2 separate regions of the Zea mays genome follow, and region 2 is linked to region 1. A link is a contact called in public Hi-C data. All regions are on one chromosome and are shown on one strand. The core of a region is the stretch at or near the end of the contact, and the rest is flanking DNA. Distances in the headings are between cores, read along the strand shown.

What was found. A called contact is a pair of places that touch in the nucleus more often than the background predicts.
Region 2: a Hi-C map of leaf shows a contact between it and region 1, with 7 times the contacts expected there. The contact joins the promoter of LOC100275600 here to the promoter of LOC103639318 in region 1. A contact is called at or near these places in 16 of 25 Hi-C or Micro-C datasets (bundle sheath, ear, endosperm and 5 more) and 1 of 3 datasets of contacts at active chromatin or transcription factors (leaf).

What each region holds. Positions count from the first base shown.
Region 1 is chr9:146,328,983-146,334,148 of Zm-B73-REFERENCE-NAM-5.0, reverse strand. LOC103639318 (protein DA1-related 2) reads right to left here and starts at 2,462. Exons shown (of 12, transcript XM_008662081.4): 1 at 1,714-2,462; 2 at 360-499; 3 at 112-193; 4 at 1-4. The coding sequence starts at 1,756.
Region 2 is chr9:146,466,622-146,471,787 of Zm-B73-REFERENCE-NAM-5.0, reverse strand. It overlaps LOC100275600, which reads left to right and starts at 3,043. Exons shown (of 3, transcript NM_001174439.1): 1 at 3,043-3,490; 2 at 3,619-4,005; 3 at 5,048-5,166. The coding sequence starts at 3,158.

The DNA of each region.
Region 1 (5,166 bases), core at 1,213-3,712:
TTCTCTGCGCGACACGGCAATTTACAGCAACGGGATACATGCAGAGGGATGAAACAACAGCCATGCTGACATGAAATGCGTAGATGGAAAATGATGGATTCATCCGAGTACCTTTGGGGGTTCTGACGTCCTCTGTGAGAGACTCTGCAATTGCACGGTCCACTTCTTCGTTGTCATTTCTAGGTGGATCATTCTGGAGGCAGCAAAGATAGGTAGTCTTAAGCAACTTAAATGCAGTTGAATTGGATGTGAAATTGTGAAACGGCATTGTTTGGATAGATCAAAGAGCCATTTGTAGATAGAGAGGGAGAAATGAATTGATGAAGGGAGGAACTGAGTTGCTGGTACAGCAGTAGTACCTTCGGTCGAACTGGTCGTTGGTGCCAAAGCGCGTCCTCCTCCTCTCCGGCCGTCACCTGGGGCCGCCGGCGGTTCGGCTCCCCGGGCTTCGGCCCCTTGAGGAAATTGCAGAGCCACTTCATGAAACCGGATCTCCTCTCTGTGTGCAGCAATGCTAACATTAGATTAGATAGGCCAATCCAAATGTCGATGTAAATGACCCCACACATGCCTAAACCCGAAAAGCTGAGAGCAACTTGCCACCTACCGTTTCCTGCCAGTTGACAGCAGGCATGGAGGATGGACATCTTATTTATTATTATAAGCACATCTGATGTACTCCTATGCTACTACAAGAGCAAGTAAATTTGGACGATTTGAACTTTTTTTATGGTGAAGGACATTAGAGTATTAGACCATTGCACTTCTACTGCACTCCCTACAGTCAACAATCCATACAGCATGCAGCCGTGCTTGTACATCATCAAGAAAGAATCAGAAAAAATAGTTTTTTGTTTCCTTTCTTTCTGTTACAAGATGAGGGAGCATGACTGAATGTATCAAACGCTAAAATTAGAAGGGCCCGATAGATAGATATATGTGTACCTGCACTGGACAAGATCAGCAAGCACATGGATACAACACCGTAAGAGATTGCTTGGGTTAGCATGGCAACGCTGTGCTAATCGAAAGTGCTGGCTGCTTCCTTCTATATTCTACTCCAGTTGACAGGGCACGCGGTCAGGGTCAGTGAAGCTATCTTGTCAGAGCTCAGCTAATCCTGGATTATTATAAGAGTCAGTTTCAGTCCACTTTTGACTTCCCTCTGAATAACATCGATGTATGCATGACAGTAATAACTGTTAGAAATGCTCATCAGGTGTGATCCGACAAAGAGCTAAGGTTGATCCGTCAGATCAGAACCCTCCTTTCTACGACGAACGAGACCGCACGGCAATAGATGGATGTGTTTGACTTGCTGCGTCATCGATCTAGCGGCGACAAACCCAAGAGAGAACTTTCAGGAAAAGGGGCGAGGTGTATCGGGAGTCTAGTGGATAGCAGCCACCAACAAGATTGTTTAGTCAGTGATTGGATGTCGACACACTGATCAAGCCGTTTAAAATCAATTTATGTCATGAAGTACTCAGTTCAGAAGAAAGAACTGAACGCAATCAATCACCCACGCAAGCATGTTTCCTTGACATGGCAGCCTTTTTAGAAACCGAGAAAGACAGATGAAAGGCCACCATCTTGCCTTTTCCCTAACCAGGACACCCGTTTATTAGCGTTTAAAGTCAGCAGAGATTACTACTCGGCAGGAAACACGTACGAACATGCGTAGATTAGGAAAGAGAAGGCAGAGATGATTACCGTGGTTGTTGCACCGACCACAAGTCCGCGAGGAGTACGCCATTTATGCAGCTGGCGCCAACACAGCATATATATAGACGCAGCGCCCACGTAGAGGGAGAGCACCGAACAAACTGAACCAGAAAAGAACGGAAGCAAGAGCTTGGCGAGACCGATCGACGACGGCGATCGCGATGTCTACGTACGACGAGCTGAGCAGGAGGGTGGTCAGGAGGAGGAGGAGGAGGAGGAGGAGGAGAAGAAGAAGAAGCAAGATCTGCACGATGGACGGAGGAGGAGATGGAATGGAGAGGACGGGGTTCTTAGAGAATAAAGCGGCGTGGTGCGATGCGAAGGCGCTGGCCGCGACAGAAAGAAAAGAATTGAAGGTGAAGCGAGCCCAAGGGCGGGCGGGCGGGCGGGCGGCACGGCATCACGTTCTCGTCTCCCTCCTCCTCCCAGTCAGTCATCCCTGCTACGCGCAAAAGCAACGATGAGCCCGGCCATCTTTCGTTATAGCAAAACAAAAACAAATCCCCCTCGCCGTTGCCAGTTGATGGAGAAGAATATGGTTTGGAAAGGAAGGGAAGGTAGAGGGGGGGGCGCAGAGATTCCTTGTGTCAACGGGAATGTATGCTCGCTCGCATTAGCTCTCCCCGCTTTTCTGATCGGGTTTTTTTTATGCCCTGCGGCGGGAAACGGGAATATGTATTTGCGGACGGACAAGTATCCGCTTGCGACGATTTATTAGTAAGTAATACGGGGATTGAAATGCCCGTGCAGAGTGCAGACAGGGGGGCATTTGCTATTTTGTCACTCTGCCTTTCGAACTATCTCCTTGCTCCTGTTGCTGCCGGTGCGCTCCGTTTGGGTGGTGGTGATGCTGCTGCAATGCGGCATTTGAGCTGTGGCGAGGGAGCCGCGGTGGCTGCTGGAACTGAGCACTGGACACTGGTGAGGGGTCCGTCGTGTCTTGGGGGTGGACCAGTTGAAGGTGGCCAAGCGTTGCCTGTGGGCGACGGCGTGGATAGTGTTGCTAGCCTGTTTGGTTTGGTCCCCTGTAAACACTGTTCAGGCTCCCTAGATTAGCGTTTTGGTTGTCTGCATGTTGATCTGGCTATACCTATACTCTGGCCTGGTTGCCTGGCTCCCTAACGAGAATAAAATTCGTTTAGCCAGAGACAGGATCGCGAGATGCAGGGCCGTTTGATTGGCTGGCTAACACCCTAGTCAAGCTCAAATAATGCAACAGAAGAATTTGTTTGGTTTACCTGTTTTCACGAGTTGCTAGGCTCAAGTAGTGCAAAAAAATAGCTAAGGGTATGTTTGATACTTTTGGTAAACATTTTACTGGCTAATTTTAGCACCTTAACCTCTAAAGTGGTCGGCTAACAAATTGGCTAGCTGGAGGGCTGGCAAACTGTTTTGCCATTAGCCATTTGACCTTGCTAATATGGGCTACAGTGCTAATAGACCGTATACAGAGAAAAAGACATCTATTAGCCAGGTCTCTAAATATACTTTGACTAGTTTTTGCCGGCTAATTATTATCCACTCGCAAACAATAAGCCAGGAGGATCAAACAGGACCTAAGAATGTCTTCAATCGCTCCTCTATCACTAAACCATCATCCTCAAGGGGTGAGGTCGCTAGTTCGATTCCCATCGGCCATGTAACTGTAACACCCGGGCTTTAAGGGACAAAGCCGGGTGCATCTCATACATGCGGCAAATAAGATAACACATATAATAACAGAGTGTATAGAAATAAATGTCACAATAATCAGAGTACTTATTACATAGCGGAAGACTTACAAAAATAAAAAATAAATATAACAGGATCTAAAATCCATCCTTAGCGCCAGAAAATCAACTAGGAGACGCCACCTAGATCGAATCGAACTCCTCGTTGCGTGGCTCCACTTGAACCACCTGTACTTCTCCTGTGGGGGGGTGTGAGACAGCAAGGGTGAGCTCACACATGTTCATCGCTCAACAAGTTATGAGGAATAATATGGCATGAACTCACCAAAGGTGGGAGTTCATGTGATGTGTAAGGTTATAATAGGGGTTAAAGCAGAGCATTGCTTTTAATAAGTTGGTCAAATTTTATTAGCAGTTACTAAATGTAAGTAAATACCAAACCATAATAAATAATAATAGAACAAAATTAATAATAAACCCATGCAAATGCAAATGGCAAATTGAGTTTAGGTTCTATAATTTAATCACGCGAGAGTCCTGAGCTGCTCATGACCGTGAGATTGGCTAGTATAGCAGTTTTACACTCTGCAGAGGTTGTACCCTGTACCCACAAGTCGTGTATCCCATGTCGCTAGGGTTTGCAGGGCCCTTAGACACTACCGAGGTGAATGGCTAGGGATCCACTACGAGGCTTTTACAAAGTTCCACTAGCTTCCGAAAACCCGCTACAGTTATGGGAAGAGCACTTGCAAGAATCCCTCGTCTGAGCGCCATCGCAGCAAAATCAATCCGAGAACCTCCTTGCATGCAACTCCCCTACTGTCCTTACCCCTTTCGGGTAAGGTAGTCTTCCACTAGCTTTTCTAGTTAGTTAGCCAAGGGCGTCCCATTAAACCCTTGTGGTGGCACGTGTTTCTCAAGTTAAGATCCATGTTCTAATTAACATTAATGATCTTGACATGAACATAAATAGAATAACAAAATAATTGGAACATGGATATAATGAAATATTATTCCAAAACCGTATAAAGCAATAGCAAAACTACCCAAGTGATTCAGGGATAACAAGGTAAAATGGATAAACATACTAGGGTGACCTATTGGGTCCCATAAAAATTAAACCTATGCATTGAATAATGATAATAAAGAATATTATTGGGTAAACAAAAGTGATCAAGGGCACAAATTGCCTGGCACTTGAGATTCCAGGTACCACTTGCTCTTCAAGTGACTCGTAACCTCGCTATTAGTCGTAGCAATACAAACAAACATGGTATAGACAAAATTAACATCACACCAAACATAAGTAGAAACTGAATAATAATAATCTATGCGAAGCTACGAAATCGTGGGATCGAGATCTAATAAGATCGGAGTTACAATTAAGGAGTTATGATTTTATAAAAGATCTGTGTGATTAAAATATTAGACTATATTATGAATTGGTTAGGATACCCTATATGAGAGAATTAATTATCTCAACTTTAATCTAAGTTATAAATTGACCATAGATCTTATTCTAGTAGGTTATAATGATAAGCAAATTAACAAGTCTAACCGACATAAATTAAACAAAGATCTAATTAGAAAAGAATGAGGCATGGTATAATAAATATTGTTATTGTGTAGTAGATATTTATACGAAGGTAACGCAACTGGAACGAGTCAAATCAGATTTAAAATAGAGAAATTATGAATTTCCGAAGTTATTAGGTACTTAGAATAGATTAATTCAAATGAACAATTTTAATTCAAGTTTCATGGCTAAACA
Region 2 (5,166 bases), core at 1,794-4,293, 140 kb before region 1:
ACTAAGCAAATAATTAGACCATAGCTCTTCTAGAGACATATGTGGCCAATAGGTCATGTCCGGCCAGCACGACCCAAATCCGTTATAGACCGTGCTGATTTAATCGGACCGAAGCAAGATACAGATAAATGACAGGCCGCACCGCGTGCCCATCCGTGAGCCGAAGTCTGAAGCTAAGCACAACCTGACTACAGAGAAACAGCAGGCATTGTGATACGATCCTTTGTTGGTTGTCGCTCTTCTAGTCACTCCAACGTTTAGGCGATGGGGGTCTATGTGTGGATTAGAGTTTAGGGTATGGTACTAGTGTTGGCTTTTCCTGCGACCCTTTAATTCTTTATATAGCGTCGTGTGATCGGGAGAGATTCCAACCGAGGTTAGCATGAACCCTCCCAATCAAGAATCCGGTTTAAGGAGATGGATAGTTAGGTTAAGCTCAATCCAATCACTGATGACCGACCATAGAGGATACACAACACTCCAGAGTCAAGAGCACAGAATGAGAAGATTTCAGTTCGCAACTACATCTCCCACCATTTCTAGGCAGAGCGATTTAATGGTGTACAGGAGTCACATTAAACGATTAAATAGACTGAAAGCTCGTTCCAAAAGAAAAAGGAGACGGAAGGAAGTCTAACGCTACATTCCGTCATTCGATCTGAATTCTCATCATCTGAATGACACAGACAGCTTCCCGCTAACATCTGTAGGGTACAAGGGTCCGCGCAGTAATTTGCTCACCGAGCATTCCAATGCAACCTAAACGATACATACTCACACTGTCACGTTGTGTACGTCTTCACACCGACTCGTCGACGACGACATGTCCAACGAACCTGTCCTCTTTCTGCGAGTTTGTCTCCGTCCCAGCCCACCCAGCCAGCCGTCTTTTGGTGGCTACCGATCGGGAAGCAGTGTGTGAAGCACAGGGTCCCCTGGCTTCGGACACAGCTCTTTGTAGCTGTGTTGTGTTGTCACAGGTACAGACAAATGCCCAGTCTCGCTGAGAAGAGAGAACTCTCCGCTTGTCTTGTTCTTTTTTTTCACGAGCTACGGAATCTTCGAAGCACACCTGTTTGTTTGACAGTGTTTCTGATTCACCCGATGGCTGATGGTTTAGGAATCAACGTGTGTTGGTGCCGTCGCTTTCTGCGCCAGTCGTCCTAGGAAACGTCATGCCGTACCCGTACTACAGGTCGATGCCGAAAACACGCCACGCCAGTGTGGATCCAGTCCAGACCGGCATTTCGGTCAGTAGTGGACTAGCGGTGCGGGAGAGGGAGAAAACAAAAATACAGGCCTCGCCGCTCGAAGGCAGATGAGACTTGAGAGCACCAAGAAATCGCCGTTTCCCCACCCCACGTTCCGTATGTCCTTCCTTTCCACCAGCACTGGTTTTCGCCGCAGATTGTGGAACTAAAGTAACAGGAACGTGAGCTTCCCTCGATCGTTCACGAAAATTCATCGTCGCCGTGTGGATCAGAGTCTGTCCGTGGCGAAAACGCGGCCAGCCATCTGACCATCTTCCCCCCACCTGAGCTCGCGCCGGCCGGCGCATATAGAGGCCTCGCTTTACAGCTCCAAAGTGCCGGGCACGCACCGTGTTTTCTGTGCCTGGATCGCGGGCAGCTAACGCAGGCAGCAACTGTCACCAAACCGGAATTCCTGCAGGCAGGTCGTCCCACATCTCCACGCCGACGTGACCACCGGAACCACCCACCACACCACTTGAGTCAGTGCCCTCGATCGATGAGTGAGGAATGTCGGTCTGATTGATCCCTGCTGGGTCTCGCATGCCCAGCCGGACACCTGTAGTCTGTGGAGCGCGCGCGGTCGAGGTCGATCTCAACAGTGATTAGGACAGAGTGGTTGTGGGCTTGTAGCCATGGCCGTTAAGCTAGCCGTCGCAGCAACAAGCAACCTAGGTGGCAGCCCGCAGACGATGACAGGATCAAACCCCCCACACCCCCCTACGACCGCGACGCGAATGAATACAGCAGCACGCACCTTGCGGGGCGATGCGGCCGACGCAAACGTACACCACCACCAGTCCACCACCATAGCAAGCAAGATCGGCGGCGGGCGGCCGCGCGCCGTTCGTTCTGACCTCGCCGATCGAGCTGTCCCCCGCCGGCGCCGCGCGAGGCAGGAAGGCCGCCCGGCCGGCTGGCGCAACCACCGGGGATTGAGCGCCGATCGTTACGGCACCTAACCTAACACGGCACCCGCCCCTAGCGATTCGGGTGCGCGAGGCAACGTCAACGGATCGAGTGTACTGCTGGTCGTCCCTCCGAATCTTTCGTACTCCGCAGTACCAGTTATGGAAAGGGACTCGGCCGTGGTGGCAGCGCGGGTTTGATCGAACTGGGATGGGACTATGGGAGTGAGTGATGAAGCAAAAAAAAAAAAAAACGGACGGAATTGGTGCCGTGCGTCTCGGCCTTTTCCTTCCGTTCTTGGCGAGTCTAGACTCTAGAGTTCAAACCGAGTACGTACACCGAGCACGGCATGCTCCAAAATCTCTGAGCTGATCTACCAGTAATCTAGGCAAGTCCGAATCCGAACTGCACCATCGCTATTGCGCTTAATTAGACCAAGCAAAGCATCCATGACATGTTTGTTTATATTCGAAAGAAGGCGTATTTGGTGTTTCGCCAACCATCATCCCACGATCGTGCTAGAGGGTCCACATAAGTAGACACCCATCCCATGCACGGAATATGTGGGAACAGACGACCACTAGCACCACTACACAAAGCCCGAAAGGGATATTGGGGTCGTCGCAAAAAAGGGCAACCCGTAGTCGTATGTGCACACAGCACACAAACGACAAGATCTCGAGCAAGATTATAGTAATTTTCTGAAATCTTTAACAAGGCATACCGCATACAGTACGTAGCAGTGTCCGTGCGGCTGTCGCGAAATAATGGCAGGCCCCACCTACCAGCTGCTCCCCCACGATTCATAAAAACAAAACCGGTGCAAGTCCACCGAGGCCCCAGGACAGGCACTGAGGTCTGAGGCACGCACATACATACCACGCGCGCTCCAGAGGACTTGTGCGCTCGTCAGGCCACAACCGCAGCGCGGCACAAGACCAACGGGGAAGAGGAAGGCAGTGAGCTGTTCCGCACCCGCCGCCCGCCCGTCTCATCTGATGAGGAAGGTCTGCCCGAACCTCGAGCGCGACGACGCGCTGGACACGGTGCTGGAGGTGCCCATCCCCGAGGAGATGTTCTCCGGCGGCGGCGGCGGCGGCGGCGGCTCCTGCGGGTTCAGGTTCGGCTGCACCAGCGTCAAGGCGTGGATGCGGTCGCACGCCGCTGACCGGTGCGGCGCGGGCGAGCCGTGCTCCATGAGCCGCGGGGAGCTGCAGCTCATGCTAGGCGTCATCGGCGCGCCGCTCGTCCCGCTGCCCGTCGCCGTCTGCTGCCGCGCCGAGCAGTCGCCCTGCTCCGTCCTCTGCGAGCAGCTCAAGACCGGTCCAATCGTACGTAGTATACGACTACGGTCCACGGCCGGCCGGCGTTCTGGTTGATGGTTGTTCTTGGTCGATGAGGGCGCTGAGCCGCTGACCCATCCGTCTGTGTCTGTCTATCTATCGCGCTGTGGTTCCAGGAGTCGTCGTCCGCCAAGTACATCGTGCAGCAGTACGTCGCGGCGTCGGGCGGGGAGCGGGCGCTGGACAGGGTCAAGAGCATGTACGCGATGGGCAAGGTGCGGATGACGGCCGCGGAGCAGCTCAACGGCAGCGACGCCGCCGGCGGCCACTGCGGAGGAGCCACCGGAAAGGGGAACCGCGGCGGGAGGAGGAAGGGCCGCGGCGGCGAGGTCGGCGGGTTCGTGCTGTGGCAGAAGAGGCCGGAGCTGTGGTGCCTAGAGCTCGTCGTGTCCGGCTGCAAGATCAGCGCCGGCAGCGACGGAAAGGTCGCGTGGCGCCAGACGCCGTGGCACCAGTCCCACGCTTCCCGCGGCCCCCCGCGCCCGCTCCGCCGCTCGCTCCAGGTGCGTAGCCGTAGCGTAGCGTACGCCCGTGGTTTCGTGTACGGTTTCCAGCTAGCTCCGCACTGTTTCACGCGGTGTGCTCTCGAGTGCCTTCCGTACGCACGCGGCCGTAGCCCGTAAGGCACGTAGCCACCTAGGACTTGTCGAATGTGTGGTCGCGTAGCATTTTGCTTGAAAACGTAGCACTTAACTCATTTCAAAGTTCAAACCCCCAGCGATAAAAAGCCTGTCCAACTCACAGTCAGAGAAGCCGATCTTAATCTGACGTACTGAGCAGAGCAGAGCAACCCCATTGCTAGAGTCTAGAGTTGCTGGACATGATGCCACAGCACGTAGCATGTACACACCCACGGTCCACCCGATTCCCAGTGACAGTGACAGGACAAATTCATCATCACGTAGGCAATAGATACCTTTGTCAGGGCATGTCGATCTCCGCTGCATATACTGTCGGCAGGACAGTGCAGATAGATCGAACGCGGAACGCCCACGCGGACTAGAGACATCATGAGGCCTTTTCAGCACTCGCCGATCGCCGAAATCATGTCACCGACGCCGGAGCTGCGATCCGCAGCCGAGGTCCAGGCCAGTGTCGGGGGGGATAAGGCCGACCAAGTGGTACACAGACTCATCATCATTGGCCGTGGCCCGTGGCAACATTCTGTCGCCTCCCTCCCGGGAGGGGTCTGTACTCTGTAATTAGCGGAACAGCAGCGGCGCGGAGGATGCACACGCGTAGGCGCTTAGCGCGGGGCAGCGTGATTAATAGATCGGACTCGGCCGGCCGGCCGGCCCTGGTCCTTTAGCACTCCAACGTGCGGCCATGTGCGCGGACGCGGCCGGACACAACACGTGAGAGTGAGACCCTTCGCGCACCACATCAATCGGTTGGTGGTGCCGGACAGCAGCAGGCGGTCTACCCGACTCTCCCCGCTAATCGCGCTGCACCAACCTGATGGTAGTAAACAGCAACGTACGGGCCCAGGGGACCGACACGGCACGCTGACCGATCGTTTACATGGTAGTATCTACTGACATGCAGGGCCTCGACCCGCAGCTGACGGCGAGCCTGTTCGCGGACTCGGTGTGCATCGGCGAGCGGAGCGTCGACGGCGAGGACTGCTTCGTGCTCAAGGTGGAGGCGGAGGCGTCCAGCCTGCG